Linked DNA regions of Hordeum vulgare: region 2 is linked to region 1. The links are chromatin contacts, called in public Hi-C maps. All regions are on one chromosome and are shown on one strand. Each heading gives the region's core, a stretch centred on a gene start, on an enhancer-like site or on the middle of the called end of the contact. The rest is flanking DNA. Distances are from core to core; before and after follow the strand shown. Region 1 holds the start of LOC123449155 (autophagy-related protein 9). Region 2 holds the start of LOC123449158.

Region 1 (3,068 bases), core at 526-3,025:
GGAGGACCTGATATCCCCGACACAAATTTGCCAGGCGGTGCATTGAATCCATTGCCGCCTCCTCCATTATTCTACCAGGCGTAGCCACGCCCACCGCCCGAGGAGGAAGAACCTCGATGCTGACCATCCCCATAGGCGTTGACACCTCGATGCTGTCTGTTGGCCTCGGCCAAAGCTTGAGAGCCAGCCGACACACCAAAAGCCGCTGTCCTACCAGACTGCTTGGGAGGGCGATTTCCCTGCCCCGTCAGGCGCGCTGGAGGCTGCGCTGGTGGCGGTTGCTGGGGATGACCCCGTCCTGCCATGGCCACCGAAGAAACCCCGATGGGATGTATACGTGCTGCCCTTCCCGACTTCAACGAAGGAAAGCCTTTCTTTGATCGCTTAGGAACCCTAGTCCCTGGCGGCACGAGATGAGTCTCGTGCTCTACGACGATACTGCATGGCTGGGCAACGACGATAGCATGGGCTTCGGCCTCGTCCAAAGACCCGAGTGCTACATCGGTATCGCATGGAGGAACTTCGACATGGGCTTGGACTCCATCCTGGGCCACATACCCAGGTTCCACGAAACCCAAACCTGAAAGTGTCTCCTCAGGCCCGCAAACGACGCCAAGGAGTTCAAAAAATTTCTCCTGGAATCACACACTGATGGATCCATCGCCGTGGCCGGCGGCGGCCGAGCGGCGTTGCATCATTTCTTCTTCTTTTGTTGACATGATTCCAGCAGTTTTGATTGAAGAAATCTGAAAGAGTATAAGGCTGGAGATTTACCTTAGGGATCGGGTCGATCCATGGTTTAACCCCCTTAGCCGTTCCCATCTTCTTCTTCACCATTTGAATGTCCGATGCAAACTTGCAACCATGAATGACCGTAGCCGACATCATCAAGTTGGGGTTGTACCTCGCGTGATCATCAAATGAAGGGTTGTCCATCTCTTCCCCATCTTCATCTTCGTCACTCTGGTCAACCAAGACCCAAAAACGACCTCCAACCCGAGTAGATTTGGTGGTAAGATCACATACCGTGGCCGGCTCGCTGTCGATCTTTCTCGGTGACCATGGACTCCGCACGGACACAAGGAATCCATCTATCTCCAGCTCGTCCCCCTCCTTGGGGATCTCGTGTTGTTGCAGATATGTTCCTGCCAAGATGTCATGTTCATCATCTCTCACCGTAATCCAGCGCGAATCCTGGTGAAGGTAGATGAATCCTCGACGTCCGGTTCTTGAAACCAGAGCTTTGTCCACGTAGGAGATCTCCAATCGACGATGAGATCCCATCAGCGGTAGAAAGGAGAGATGCCGCAGACAGATCCGTCCCGTTCTCCTCGCAACGCCCCCTGCCGGCGGCGATCTCACAGATCGCCTAGCCGATCGCCTCGGGCGGCATCGCCTCTCCACGTCCCGTGCTTATTTTTGAATGAATCGATATTATACGGGATCTGCTAGAGATGCTCTTAGATTTGGATGAGCAACCCAAGGTTCTTTCTTCAGATGGGGACGTCATTCTTGTGCACGCCTTGCATTACCGTTCCCCTCTGCAATTTCTTCTGCATTCTTGTACACCAATCTTCTTCTTCCTGTCAGTGAATGATACCCGAGCCGTTGCGTATATCGAAAAAAAAAAGAAACACCAGACCGTCAATCATCTGTACGCAAGCCATTACTACGGTTCCCAAATCAAGTCGGCGACCAGCGCGACGGGCGACGCAGAGAGGCAAAGGGAAAACCCCGGATAAAGGAAACGAACAAATTATTATCCCCTTCCCGTACGATTCCTTCCATCCCTCGATCCCGTCACGTCTCTTCTCCCGAAACGCACCGCCTCCGTCTCCCTCTCCTCGTCTCCTCCCCCGTGCGTCCGATTCCCCTTCCCAACCAGACGAGCCGCAGTCCACCGCAAGTCACCTCCTCCCGCGAAACCCTCGCCCCGCCGCCGCCTCCTCCTCCTCACGCAACCCGCCCTTCGTCCCGCCGGCGCGCCGGCGCCCGCCGGTGCCCATCAGGTCGGTGCTGGACCCCGCCCCTCCCTCCCTTCCTCCCTTCCTCTTATCCGCTCACGACTCTTTTTCTATTTATTTATTTATTTTATTACGATTTATTTTGAGATGAAACCGAGCTCTGGCAAACCAGTTGATCTAGGTTTGGGTGTTTGCTGTTGGCCGGATGAGAGCTGTAGTGGTTGTTATGGCCATGCTTTATATGGTGGTACGGGCGATGGCTTTAGGGATTTTGCTACAAGTTAGCTCAAACGTGTTGTTTAGCTGCCGCCCTTGAGGCGCAGAGCACCGGATTGCTCCGCGTGACGACAACACAGAAGATGTGGAGGGAGATAGTCCGATTACGCCGGGCCTCTTGGCGGCGTGGTTGATTGATCAGTACGAAGGAACTTGATATGATTTAAGCTTAACATTGGTTAGTTTGATCCGCGCCTAACTGTTTGCTGCTTTTATGTTCACTGTATTTGCAATGATTTTCCAATCTACTTGCCTTATTAAGCTTGTTCAGAACTTGCCCTTGGGTATGTCCAGGTGGGAAAATATTGCTTGCGCATGACATCACTTCAGTTTCTTATACCTGCAGCCTGTAGATCTTCAGGAGCCTGGTGTTACTCAAAATGTGAGTCATTAACATCCTCTTCGTTCTCTTTATAGGTCATTTCCTGTGGCATGGCAAGGATTCCAATTGGCATTGGCTTTTCTTTCCATGAATGATGTCCTTCCCTTCGAAGGACACAAATTCACAAACAGTATTTAAGTGGCCTTGGAGAAGAGAATCGCCATTATCAGCACAACTGCTCATTGATATTCCACCTGAAATTGAGTTGTCGGACTACCGAAGGTTGCCAAGTTCTGGAAGCGAGAGCCCGTCTGGACTTCTCCATGGTGAAGGCGTCAAGGAAGAACCAATCCCTGACCTGGATATTTTCTTTGAAAGGCTTTATGAATATTTCTGCGCAAAAGGACTAAGGTGTATCGTTACCAAATGGATAATCGAGATTCTTAATGTACTGTTTACGGTATGCTGTATTGGGTTCTTCTTCTTATATGTTGATTGGAATGCCA
Region 2 (3,111 bases), core at 418-2,917, 410 kb after region 1:
GGGCCCAAGGCTTGAGCCAAAATCAGTATCATCGTCATCAAGCATCTCATCCTCCTTGCAGAATGCACCATCGTGATGATCTAAATGGTGTGACACATCACCAGTCGCCCATCCCCCGATCTCATTGCCCATCATCAATGTCACCTCTGGCTGGTAAGTGTTGCCATCCAAATTAAACTTCCTAATCCTGTGCAAAACCTCAGATAGCTCATTGGAAAGGGAACCCAATAGCTCTGGGTGCATCTTAGCCACCTTCCCTTCTAGGGAGACCACCTCTGCTCTGAGATCCCGGACTTGCTGCAAGACTGCCTGATGCGAGTCATCAATGTCAACATCTACATCCCCCTTAATCGTAAAGCTAGGCTCACCTTCCTCATTGATATCATAGATGTCTGGATCAAACTCAAATGTCCCCTTATGCCCAACTAATCTGTGAACAATCCGAGCACTGCCGTCAAGTGGCCCAGGCTCATGACCCGAGTGCACGGCGTAAAGCTTGAACACTGCAGTGCCCTCTTCTTGATATACAAAGCTCTTGTCTTTCTCGTTATAATTGGCTATGGGCACAATAGCCCTGATACGGAACCCACAGCCACACCTCTTGGATTGGTATGGCTCCCGCTTCAGCCCCCGTGGCTTCTTTGCCTCAGAGGCACTGGCTGAAGAGGATGCAGTATTCCCACTACTTGAGGTTGGCACTCCAGCACGATGACATGCATAATCCTTGACCTCCGCCATGAATGGCTTATACCTTATATACTTCTGCCTAATACAGAGGACCACCTTGTGCTTGGCAGCCAACTGCTGCAGACGGCGTGGCACATCGCGTGCAGGCACATCCAGCGTCTCCGTATATTCAAACCTGCGGCGCCGCTTGCCTCGTCCCGGCGATGAGATAGCAGAATCAGGCTGCCCAGCAGGTGCAGCCTTACAAACGGGGCAAGCAGCAACACATACCCTGACAAATGATTCAGGAATACCATAGAATTTGGCTCCCACAGTCCAGGCCTGCCTGATACGCTCAACGGTGTCCTTAAGGCCGAGGTGGCGGAGCAGGTCCGGGTCGGCGTGCGCCTCCGAGACTATGTCCCGCCACTGGCCGACATGGGAGACGCGCTGCGCGGGGTTGGACTTGAAGTGGAGATGCCGGCCGTCGGCCGAAGCGGCGAGCTTGTCCTGGATGCGCTTCCACGCGGTGAGGTAGGCAGTGTCCTCGTTCCGGTCCTTCCAGACCGCCCGCCACGAGGCGAGCACGGAGGGGGACGTGGCGGCGCGGACCTCGTCGGCGACGGCGGGGCGGCCGGCGAGGATGCAGCGCAGCATGAGCGCGTGCGAGGCGGCGGTGAAGGTGTAGAACTGCGAGGATATGTGCGGCGTCGGGTCGACGGGCGGCAGCGCGAGCGAGGAGGCGACGGCGCCCCCCGGGCTAGGGTTCGCGCCGCCGGGGATTTGGATCAGCGCCTCGTCGTCGGCGTCGACGTGGAGGAGGTAGCTGCAGGGGCTGGGGTCCGGGGAGCCGGGGTCCGGGTCCGGCGGGTGGTGGGATTTGAGGTAGGAGGAGGAGGAGGGGAGGAGGGGATTCATGGGGGAGACAGTGGGGGAAGGCGACGAGGAGGTCTTCGGCATATCCGCGGATTTTTTTTTATTTTCTGGGGGAATTCGTTTTCCTCTTCCGATTTCACTGCGCCTGCTGTTCGTTATATATCTGCCTCTAGTCTACGGTTGCTATGTATGGGCTGCGCGTCACCGATGCTGTTTGAGACTGTCTCACTGCCGGTGGGCCCTACCTTTGAACGCTTGAACTGGGCCTCTCTGTCAGTGCCTCCGGTGGGTTTGGTTAGAGTTTCTTTTGCTTTGGTACTGGCTCTGCTAGTCTGTTCGGAGAGGGACGACTCGTCTAACGTTACCATACGAACACTGCAGGTGGGCCATCCTCTGAGTCTCTCTACTCTCGCATGTGGTCTACCGGTATTTCGAGAAGCCTACTGGTGGGGCCGGTAGTTCTCTGGATTTTGGATTTTGTACGGTCGCTGTTCATTGGGTCCCATCTCATGACACATGTGTCGGCATCTAACGAGTAATGCTACGTCTATATGGAGGATTATGATTGGTAATAGGGGGGATGAAGGCCCCATCCGCACTGAAAATCAAGGTGGAAAAAAGAATTAGTTTGAAAGGTTAAGTAATTTTTTATAAGTCTTTATAGATCTAGCATTAGTGATTTCTAACGTTTATTGTTAAGATCCCAGGCCAAAACCTTTGCCAAATTCATTTTTTGTTGTATTTGGTATCGATGCCCTCTATTGCCCACGCGATGCCATGGCAAAAGGACATTGAAGCACGTGCTTGCTTTGATGTAAAATTAAGTTTTCACCCAAAGCAATAACCATGAATTATACTTCCCTTTAGTCCATCGTTTCCGGTAAGCATTTTGTTGCATGTTGTCAACGTTGGACTTTGCACGATAATGCTCTAAAGGTAATAATAAAATGGTTATTATTATATTTTTTTATTGATGGTAATCGTTTATTTTTCATACTAGAATTGTATTGATTGGAACTCAAATACATGTGTGGATGCATAGACTGTTCGAAACCACCCAGCGGATAACTCATGCACCTAGTCCTTCGGCTGGCCAACCCACTCATCAGGTCCTTCGGCGCATCTCACGAGCAGATCCTGGTCCTTCGCCCCAGCTCGCACGACGTGTGTCTCACCCTTGCATGCACGGCCTGGTCCTGGTCCTTCAGCCTCCATCGTTGTAACAACCATGATCTAGTAGCTCTCTCTCTCTAATCGAGTGTGCATATATATGTAACTATATCAAAGGAATATCAAGTGTGATTCATTCCTCAGTTTGGTATCAGACGTCGAGCCCCTTCGGTCCTCTCCTTGCCTCCGCCATGCATCAGCTCCTTCGCCGCACCCGCTCGGCAGAGCTCGACGCCCCGGCGTCCAACCCCTTCGCCCCCGTCTCACTCGCCTCCGCGTAGCCTGCTGTGGCCGCGCCGCGGCCACCTCCTCCCGCCGCCGCTCCTGTGCCCCGCCGCGCCTCTCCCGCCGAGCTGGGCAAGACGGCCGCCCACGACGAGGACCCAGCTTCGTCTTCGT

Evidence for each region. A called contact is a pair of places that touch in the nucleus more often than the background predicts.
Region 2: a contact with region 1 is called in a Hi-C map of leaf, with 5 times the contacts expected there. The contact joins the promoter of LOC123449158 here to the promoter of LOC123449155 in region 1. A contact is called at or near these places in 5 of 6 Hi-C or Micro-C datasets (leaf, seedling and an unstated tissue) and 1 of 1 datasets of contacts at active chromatin or transcription factors (embryo).

Annotation. Positions count from the first base shown.
Region 1 is chr4H:502,132,303-502,135,370 of MorexV3_pseudomolecules_assembly, forward strand. It overlaps LOC123449155 (autophagy-related protein 9), which reads left to right and starts at 1,776. Exons shown (of 10, transcript XM_045126261.1): 1 at 1,776-2,009; 2 at 2,658-3,068. The coding sequence starts at 2,714.
Region 2 is chr4H:502,543,410-502,546,520 of MorexV3_pseudomolecules_assembly, forward strand. It overlaps LOC123449158, which reads right to left and starts at 1,668. Exons shown (of 1, transcript XM_045126263.1): 1 at 1-1,668. The coding sequence starts at 1,626.